Linked DNA regions of Mus musculus: region 2 is linked to region 1. Evidence: chromatin contacts called from public HiChIP or PLAC-seq data. All regions are on one chromosome and are shown on one strand. The core of a region is the stretch at or near the end of the contact, and the rest is flanking DNA. Distances in the headings are between cores, read along the strand shown. Region 1 overlaps Stx8 (syntaxin 8). Region 2 overlaps Stx8 (syntaxin 8).

Evidence for each region. HiChIP or PLAC-seq counts read pairs in DNA pulled down with a chosen protein or histone mark.
Region 2: a contact with region 1 is called in an H3K27ac HiChIP or PLAC-seq map of heart atrium, with 6 read pairs. The contact joins two enhancer-like sites. A contact is called at or near these places in 1 of 39 promoter capture datasets (the 3T3-L1 cell line), 8 of 484 Hi-C or Micro-C datasets (the C2C12 cell line, CD4 T cells, the STO cell line and 4 more) and 2 of 115 datasets of contacts at active chromatin or transcription factors (embryonic stem cells and heart atrium).

The regions. Positions count from the first base shown.
Region 1 is chr11:68,028,908-68,034,130 of GRCm38.p6, reverse strand. The region is part of intron 6 of Stx8 (syntaxin 8); the gene reads right to left. Among named protein-coding and RNA genes, the nearest start is that of Stx8, 65 kb to the right of the region's middle. Within about 2 kb of position 3,205, at least 106 of the 459 cell types and tissues checked have an H3K27ac peak or open chromatin away from gene starts, as enhancers often do. A contact at or near this core is called in the C2C12 cell line, the STO cell line and heart atrium, where this site is marked.
Region 2 is chr11:68,071,559-68,076,781 of GRCm38.p6, reverse strand. All of the region lies in intron 6 of Stx8 (syntaxin 8), which reads right to left. Among named protein-coding and RNA genes, the nearest start is that of Stx8, 110 kb to the right of the region's middle. Within about 2 kb of position 2,306, at least 24 of the 459 cell types and tissues checked have an H3K27ac peak or open chromatin away from gene starts, as enhancers often do. A contact at or near this core is called in the C2C12 cell line, the STO cell line and heart atrium, where this site is marked.

The DNA.
Region 1 (5,223 bases), core at 1,956-4,455:
TTTTCCGCTTACCCCACTGATGGGGACACAGGGAATGTGCATCCCTGTAATGACAGGAATGAAGCAGGTGCAGAGAGAACAAATTCTCGGTACACAAAAAACAGAACTATTCTCCAGTGATGCCAATTCTGTTTCCAAATGACTGCCTGAGATGGTTAGACAAGATAAAATGTCTTGCCAGGTGGTGGTGGTGGTGGTGCATGCCTTTAATCCCATCACTGTAAACGCAAGTAAAGCGGACATGCAGTGGGCCTCTGTGCCCTTCTGTGGTTGGTCCTTGGCAGGTACCTTGGAACTTGGATGTGGGGAGGGGTGAACTGTTAACTGATAAGTGCGGCCCAAGGTGTCTGGGCTGCACAGACAATGTGGCTTATGCTGAACACCTGCTTTCCTTCTGGTTCTCTGGAATTTGGATACCCGCCAGGGAGGAGGTAACACGCCTATGTAGTAGATGCCTTGAATAAAGCCTGGGCGATCACCTCTAATGCGATTCCCTGATTAGTAACATCTCATACACGCTGTCAGAACTCATTTCGGTGGGATTAAGCATATCCTGTGTGACTTTACTGGCTCAATGTCCTTGGAAGGTTGCCCTGGGTGCCCTTGGACTTTACTTCTGAGCCCGGCCCTTGGCTGATTCTGTTTTGTATCCTCTCATGTGATAACTAATAACCATGAGCATACCCAGTGCATGCTCATTGTTTGTGGGCAAACGCTGACTTAGTAAGCACTAGACCAGGTTCCTAAGGGAACCATGTGACCTCTATGTCCAGATCTCATCATGCAAGTTACAGTATTTTGTCCCCAAAGCAACTCATTACAGTGCTTCTATTTTCTTTGTATTTCAAAAGAAAAACAAGGCATTTAGGTCTACCCACCCAAATCAACTTCACCTAAAAGCTCCCAATCACATCCAGAGATCATCTTCTAGATTCTGTGATTCTGGATCCTGCTAAGTTGGCAATGACTGTTAGTCATCACAAAACCTTGCAACAGGACCCAGGGCCAGAACCTCCAACCTTCGGGCATCTTTGGAGGAAAGAGGAAAGAAAAATGCAGCTCGTTGCCATGTCTGACCTTAGAACATGTCAGGAATGACTCAAATTCTGTGTCGCCTTACAATCACTCAAGATTGTAAAAGTGTCACCTACACAGACGTGGGGGCTACAAACTTGGGGAGGCTCCAACTCAGCTTTAGCCCTCCCTTCTTCCTACAAAGGCACTGAGGAAGAAAACCACTGTGCAGAGCGGCAGGAGCGGAGCTCAGGGAGACCTACTCTTTGCATCTGTGATGCTACTGGATCCTTTCTGCTTGCTGTGCTGTGCTGTGCTGTGCTGTGCTGTGCTGTGCTGTGCTGAGGTGCATTCTTTGGTTCAGCTGCTACAGTAGGAGGGACTGTGGCTGCCTCCTCCTTTTCAGAGATCAAGTAGGAACTGTGGGGAAGCCCATGGGAAAGGAAGGCCGATGAGTCACCTACCCGAGCTGTCCCAAGACATAAACCAACTATGGGCCCAGAAAGAAATGAAGAAGGCATAGTCTAGAAAAGGCAAAGTCCTTGTGGCTCAATGGTCTCAGCTCATCATCAAAACTAAAGCTAGCAGCAGCAAAGCCATGTGACAAGTACCACACCCATGCCAAGCAATCATTTCTGCATACTCAGCAGACTCACAGACACTGGCTCCTAGCTGTGCTGTAATAATAATAATAATAAAAGTATATTTCTCATCTTTACCCCCTAGTTCTTAGCAAGAACATCAAAAACCTTGGAATTCCCTGATAAGAGTAGTTTTTGTTATCTTTAAGAAATGCTTTTAGATTTGTGGCAAGGAGATGATTCCTAGGAGACCTTTAAGTAATTTGAGAGGAGGACTAGCTCTATGCATGATTAGAGCACTGAAAGTTTCAGGCCCAAGCTCACCTTCAGTGGTGGCGAAGGAGGCTGGTTGTACCATGGCCAATGATCAATCAAGTACTGAAGCCTCCACGAAAACCCACCAGCAAGGTCCTGACAGCTTTGAGGGCAGGGAACACATGGATGTGCTCTGAGCACGGCACACGTGGAAAGGGCATGGAGACTCTGCACCTCCTCCCCGACACCTTGCCACATTCACTACACTACTTGGCTCTTCCAGAGTGGCAACTACTACAATAAAACCCTATAAGCACGGCACCTTCCTGAGCTCTGTGAATGTTCTCATAAAGTACCCAATTCAGAAGAAGAGTCACGGGAATTTGTAGCCAAGCAGATAGAAGTGCCTAGGGACATCTAGGACTTAATAGCTGTATCTACACTGGGATGGTCTGGGGACACTGAGTCTATAGACCTGTGGAGCATCAGGAACTGCTGGATGCCCAGGGAGAGTCAGACAGTAGTTAGAATGACAGACTGTCTTTCCTGTTCCCCCATTCGTTCCTACTCTGTTAACAAGCCTCTGTCTATAGACAAAGACTGTCCACCCTCAAGTACCTAAAACTACGAATACAAGGAACAGGATTACCTTTCCTCATCTCCCTAATTGTATTACTTTAGGGAAATTCAGCCATGAAGGTAGCAGGTGATAAGGTGGGGTGCCACTCATAGGAAGCCAAGCAAACAACTTCCACGGACTCCAAATGAAACATCTGTTCTAGCAAAGCTTCCAGAGACCCAGCCACTTTGGTAAAATACTTTATATAGCTCCTGTTAATTCATAAAAACATGCCTTTGAGTTGTAGACAGTAGAGTTCAGCGTGTTGCCTCCTTCCTTCCAGAGAGCACAACCACGCTGCAGAGATGATCCTTTTTCTCTAAGAATGGCAGACACAGAGACACAGAGGAGAGCTATCAATGAACAAGTCCTTCAGAAGACTCACTTGTTCAAAGACGAGACCTGGGCTGTATGGACAAACCACAACGGAGGGAAACTCCAACTTGAAACAAACATGCACGCGTGCGCGCGCACACACACACACACACACACACACACATACACACACACACACACACACACACACACACACATAGCTATAGAGAGAAGCTCTTTCTTCCCAACTAGAGAGCACTGGAGACCCGCCAGGCTTGGAGTCAATGGCTACTGGCAGCCACAGAATGTTCTACACAGAGAGTGACTGTGAGGCAGGAATCAGGCCTGTGTGCAGAGTTCTCTATGGAGCAGCTGGGCCCAACTACCCTGAGCCCTGCCCTGTGTGGGCTGCAGCCTCCAGGGTTTACCCCCAGCTGCAACCCTTGGCCAGCTCTCTCTGGAGAGGAAGGACTGCTGTGAATGGAAGGCCCTTGGGAGCTGGTGTTCAGGCAAGGAAATGAGTCAGAGGCTCTGAGCTAGCTACAGGGTAATAAGAGGTCAATGAAGAAGCCATGTCACCCTAGGTGAAAGTTCCCAGCATTTTCCCCCTAGGTTAACGTTCTAATGCCATCACTTCTAGGGCCCTGACTCTGCTTGCGTGTTCTTCTTACTTAGCCCATGAGAAGCATGCCCGGGTAGAACCTAAGTACTTGTAGATTCATGGCACATTGTCCCAGGCAAGAAAGAAGCCCTCTGGGTAACCCGATCTGCCACCATTTAAAAAGCTGGCTATATGTGTCAACATGGTCCTCCATTCATAAACCTAAAGTGCTGATAAAACATTAGCAGAGGGCTGGTGAGATGGCTCAGCAGGTAAGAGCACCCGACTGTTCTTCCGAAGGTCAGGAGTTCAAATCCCAGCAACCACATGGTGGCTCACAACCATCCATAACGAGATCTGACTCTCTCTTCTGGAGTGTCTGAGGACAGCTACAGTGTACTTACATATAATAAATAAATAAACAAACAAATATTTTAAAAAAACATTAGTAGAGATGTAAGGAAAATCATAGCAGCAGAGATTGAGCTCATTACAAACTGCATGCCTAAAACAACCTTCCTTTCTCAGGAGACCAGAGACTGCAGCCAGAGATCAAGTTGTCATCACAAGACTGGCTTCTAAGGCCCTCTATGGTGTGTCTCCCTCGTGTCTTCCCAGGGTCCCCCTCCATATGTGTCTTGTTCCAGTTTCTTCACCTTACAAAGGACACTAGTCACACTGGATTAGGGCCCAGCCGACTGACCTCATTCTAACTTAATTACCCCTTTAAAAAGCTCTTTCCAAATACAGTTACATTCTTAGGGGTAGGCTGTCAGAACACCGACATGTGAATGGGGCAAGGCATAATTCAGCCCACAACAGCATGAAAGAAAAACTCTGAGATGAACAACCCAAAACTTGCCAAGAAAAAGCAGGAAGGATACAAGGAAGAGAAGAAAAATAAGTTAGTACCATTCAAAGGTTTTCAAAAGATCTCACAAGCAAAAAAAAAAAAACCACACTTCCGTGGAAAAAAAGCAACCATAAACATTAAAGCTTTTTAATGGTGAAAATCATAGCACCCCCCCAACACAGTGATGGTAGACACAGACAGACAGACAGACAGACAGACAGACACACACACACACACACCAATTAGAAGAGGCATGGATGACGATAAATCCACATAAAATGCTGGCCCAGATAAAGTGGGGCTTCTGTTGAAAACAGTATGAAAAATGAGGACTCTGAAGTGAAGCTGAAAATGTCTAAACTTGATTTATCCAGAGATACTTATTTGAAAGAAAAAGAAAAAAAAATACAAACTTAGGTATGCATGTTAAAAATGTTGTGGACCAAGGTGGGTGGTCTGAGTATCCCATTCTTGGGAGGGGACGGAAGAAATTAGTATTCCCATAAACCTGCCATTTCCTAACTTCTGGACTTATCTGGAAGGCCGGCTTCCATCTGCTCACAGGCATAGGAAGCCCAGCCTCATTCATGCCCGCCCCTGCATGGGTGTGTACACACTTGCCGCTGAGGTCCCTGTCCCCATCAGGCTGAGTTATCTCAGGACCAGGAGGCTTCTAGACACCACTGGCAAGGATTAGAATCCCTTGGTTGTTTCCAAACCCAGCTAAGAATTGAAGGACTGTTTTAGAAACTGTTTCACCTCACAGTTCTATATGTGAAATACAATTTACAGAAAGCCATTGATTTGAACAAGGGACCAATCCAACACAGTCGACTGCTCAAGCAAAGTGGATGTAAGAGAAAGCACAGGGCACAGGTGTTCAGTCACGGGGGCTGAGCTTCAGTCACTCTAAGCAGACACCTATCTCAAACAAGGCAAGCCACACAATAGCTCGGGCCTCACTCCTGTTCTCTATCCACAAAGG
Region 2 (5,223 bases), core at 1,057-3,556, 44 kb before region 1:
GCAGCAATATTTTGATAACAATGAAAATTCAATTTTAAGAGCTCAAATTCAAAAAATAACATTAAATAGCAAATTCTATGGGCTAGTAAGGAAAGAATGCTGGCTTTGGAAGTGCTGCTTAGGCAATGAAGAATAATAATGAAGAATAATTAATAATGCCAAGTTAACTGAGACAATTAGAGCTGTGTGTGTGTGTGTGTGTGTGTGTGTGTGTGTTTTAGCTGACCAGGTGCCCACAGAAGAACACGTCAGATCCCCTGGAACTAGAGTTAAGGAGGGCTGTGAGCTGCCATGTGGATACTGGGAACTGAACCTGGGTCCTGTGTAAGAGGAGCAAATGCTTTATTTAATCTCTGGGCCATCTCTGCAGTCCCCAGAACTACATTTTAAAAAGTATTATTTAGATACAAAAAATTAAAAGTTGGACCAAAAGAGCTTTAAGGCCAAAAGCAAAGTGGGAGAGAAAGAAAAATCTAGAACTTTATGGCGACTATTGAATTGAACAGAGCACATACTAGGCTGTTTGTTTTTGTTTTCAGGGTCTGCAGAAGCGGGGCACTAGAACTTGCAATGCAAATGTTCTTTCTACCACTGAGCTATACTCCAAGTCCTGGACTCTCTTTGAGGCAGAACAACAGAAGCAGGAACTGCTGGCAATAGTAAGCCATCGTCACCTCTGCCCATTTAGTAATCTTTTCATGATCAATTCACTTGCCATAGTTAGGAAGAGACAGCCAGTTAGAAGATGGAATCATTATAGATTTTCTTGTGGAACACCCTCTCTGTAGATAAAAAACTACCAGGGTTATGGACCAGTCTTTCAAGGGATTTCACTGAAGCCTGGACCAATGAACTAAGCATCCAAACTGTGGAAGTAGATGTTGGATGGGAGGTGTAAAGCCATACTCACTCACGAATCCTTCCATTCACCAGGGCTCTGGCATGTGTGTTTAGTAACATGGTCAAAGGAATATCCGTTAGTTGATTCTTCTTTCTAACCCAGCTAGAAAAGATGGGCTAAGAAAATGAAGCAGGACAATATCTGGATCTCAAGAAAGCATGCAACAAAAGACCCATGCCATTTTCTCCCATGAGCATGGCAAGTGTGCCATCTTCCAACAGACAGGGGGGAAAAAAAAAAAAAAAAAAAAGAACTGGGGATTCCGAGAATTCAGTGAGGACATACACTACAAAGAAGAGAGGCACACTCATCAGTTACACCAGGGCCAGGCTGCGGACTGGAAATCAAAGTCCAGGTCTCACCCCCCAGCCCACCCCCTACTGCTTAGAACCTCCCTATTGCAAATGTAGTCCTTGGCCAGCCACAGCCCCTGGGAGCTTGTTAGACATGTAGAACCTCAGGTCCTACACTCAGCCTAACAAATCAAAATCTTCATTTTAATAAGCTCCCAGGTGATCTCTACACCCATTAAAGTTTGAGAATCACTTACTTAGAGAGACAGGACAAGTTTGGATTTTTGCACTAGGGCCCCATTCCCTGCAGGTATAGATAGAAACTTGGGTGAACTCCAGGTGTCTAAAGCTGCCTAGACGAGACAGTCATTTACATAATATGAAAGTCATAAGCAGAGTCTAGCAATATGTAGCTTCTAGAAAAGGCACTGATTCCAAGAAGCCTAGCTATTTCCTGGGAGCTAACTTCCAGAGTCAAATAAGAACACAAGCATGAATCACAGATCTCCCTCTATAGCTGCCTATTTTATTTAAACACACACACAAAAATACTAAACATTAATTTTAGTTGTACTTAATTGAATAATTTCTCAGGGGAATAGTTCAGGGAGAGTTTAAAACTGCCTGTTTCCAAAAGCCATTACAAATTGGCATATACTATAATGTCACTGTGCCAATCCAAACAGTGCACTTTTAATGTCCCGAGGGCTGCCTTTGCTCCAGATGTGTTCAGAACTCCTAGTAATATAACACAGGCAAAAACCATATTTACACGAAGCAGTATTTGGGATATCCTTTTCCAATTATCTGGAATGAGATAATAGACTCCTAATTGGAAGCACGGGGGTTGGGGGAGGCAGGTCAGCGGCTCCTCCCTCGTGAATGCTTTTATTAGTAAAGACGGAAACAGTCTGTACAAGAGTAAGAGAAATCTACATTGCCACAGTTAATCATCTGAATGCCTAGGAACTTCAAATTTGCCCTATGGCCACCTCTAATTAGCTAACTGGTTTTAAAAGCCTGATCTTGTCTTTTCCTATGAATCATAGGAAGTAAGAGAGGACTGCGGTTGGGAGGCAGGGCATGAGGAATGAAAGCAGAAGATCCCAAAACCTCGCTGGGCTGGCGAGAGGATAGACAGCACGGGGGAGCATACAGGTGTCGTCCCCTCCCCCGGCTGGCTGCAGTGCTGCTTTCTGCTTGTGTAGTGGCACACACTCTGAAGTCCTTTTCTTTTCTCTTATTATTATTTTTGGTTTGGTTTGGTTTGGTTTTGGTTTTTCAAGACAGGGTCTCTCTGCATAGTCTTGTGCTATCTGGAACTCACTCTGTAGACTAGGCTGGCCTTGATCCTCCTGTCTCTGCCTCCTGAGAGCTAGGATTAAATGCGCGCACTACCATCGTCCAGAATTATTTGTAACTGATAATAATCATCACACAAGTGCCAGGAAAGTCATCTTAATTTATCACGGACATATACATCACAGGGCAAACCAAAGCCATTAAGGAGGCGTCACCTCCCGATTCTCCACCTTGAGCTTATCTGAATGAAAACTGCATAGTGTATTATACACTTTCTCCTAACATTGGGAGGTTTATCCTTGCAATTTATTACTGAGCAGAAATGAAATTTAAGTCAAATAAGTATTTTTATACAAGTCAGCATGGTGTTCTACTCCAGTGGAGACCCCAGCCACCATATATCACAGAACACTACAGAGTGCCATGCTCTCGGCCACGCTCAGTTACTGACGTCTGTTTTCACAGATGTCCCAGAGAAGCCACCTGAAAAGCAGTGTACGGCACAGCTGCTCTTGGCTGGGAGCAAGACATACTTGGAAACCTTGTTTCCTAAGTGTTCAAACCCAGAGCAAGTTTCCCAAGTACAAATTAATTACCAAATTCTATGTGTTGACAAGCAAACACTCAACTGTTTATGCTTCAATTCAACAAAGGAAATTTTAGCATATTACTCTTGAACCTCTAAAGCAAACAAGCTCCATGGATAGGATATACTTTGTTACAACCCCCCTTAAAGTGCTTAAAAACATTTTAATCCTGAAATCCAGCATGTAAAGGGAAACCCAAAAGATCTACATATACAGTTTAACAAAACAGTTACAAAGTGAAGACTGTGCAACTATCACACGCTGGCCCAACTTGGCAGCACCATACTGGACTCAGCCTCGTAAAACTCTACACTCATTCAGCCAATAAGCAATCAACAAACATCTGCAATATGCCAGGCAGCGTGTTAGATGCACATTTGGACACTTGGCCAGTATTACTTACTAGCATGTTTGCTCAAATCACAGCTACCACAGAGTTCCTGATTGTCACTTATCTCAGTTTCAATGCAAATAAATACACAACTTATCATATGGACAAGGAACATTTTGCTCCAATAAATCTATCTGGGAGGCTTGAACTCAAGGGATATTTAAGAATATATCACTGTGGAAAGAACCACAAGAAAGGGCTTGATGGCCAGTACCACTCAGATGTGAACTTTTCTCTCTGACCTACACGAACAGTGACTGATTAACCCTTGAGGTTAGGCCTCTTCCTCCACAACAAAGGCCTCTCCACGCGGGAGCTGCTTACAACTTTCCCAAGCACCTTGCAGAGAGCTTTATTTATCACGCCAGGATTAGATCTGAAAAAAGCATTTGTTCCACTATAAAGACAGCAGAAATCCCTGGTTAGAAGACTAATGTTCTTTTAACCCGAAGAAAAACCGAACCCATGGCTCTGCCCGAAGAGAAATAGTTTTGCCTTATTAATCACTAAGTTCTCAAGTCAACTCAGTGTGTGAGAGCCTCAGAAGCAATTCAGCTGTTTCCACATCGGAAAGTTCCAACAGCACATAGTCCAGGATAATGTTAAAACAATACACACGGCAGCACCGCTTCCTTACTAGGCTCCATTTCGCTGGGAAAGGGGGAAATTTAAGCCAAAGGATAATTTACATGAAGAGTCTACAAAGGAGGATGTATGAGATGAGTCACTAGAATGTGGACAGAAAACCTCTTCTAAATTCTTTTAGGATCCATGCAATACACAGAGCAATAGTGTATATAACTTTATAAGAGCAATTATAAAGAATGATCTAGAACTTCACTCACAAATACTTTTGTTTTTATTGGTGCTGGTGATTAAAGTCAGGGCCTTGTGTGTGGCACGAACAGATACTATCACTGAGTCACACCTTTGGCCACATCTCAAGATTATTACTAATGGGATGTGTGACTTAACTATCCTAAGGGGATCTGGGAGCCTCGTAATTGTAAGCTCCTGAGTTTCTAATCTCAGCACTGGGAAACAGGAGAGGGAAGAAGGGAGGGAAGAGGAAGAGGAGGAAAAGTTGGCAGCTAATGCATTAAGAGTGGTGAAGGTTATCTATGAAAGAATACACACACACACATACACACACACACACACACACACACACACACACACACACACACGAGTCTAAAAGGTAAATATCTTTGTCATTATTCAAGCAAGTGTGAGAGTCCTAAAGTCAACAGAGAGTGCTGAGCCAACCTCAGCTGAAAAGCCTGTGAATGCTTAGAAGCCTTGGTGCTCTTCTCCCTCACGGCCACTTCCCCGCCAGCTTGCCCTCTCATTCTATTAAGAGAGTCTCTCCATTTGGAACTGTGCCCAATCCTTTTTAAGGGGAAAATTTAAATGCACATACAAAAGTAACGGTAGGGGTAGGTGGAAAAGACCGCAATCCCATCCACCTTACAGGGTAAGGCAGGGTCGGCGCCTCCTCCACAGTGAAGAGGCTTGCTTAGATTACTGGGATAGTTTCCAGGCTAACTGCTCTCCCACTCCAAGACTTCTCATCTGCTCAGTCTTCATCCCCACCTATCCTATCCCCAATCACTATCAAAATTATCTTTCACATTGTAGTAGGGCTGGTAAACTGCCTACAGAGCAAATCTGTCTATCCCCTCTTCTCTCACTATAAATAAAGCTTTATACACTACATTAGAATGCACCTGCATTCACTTATTTACATAT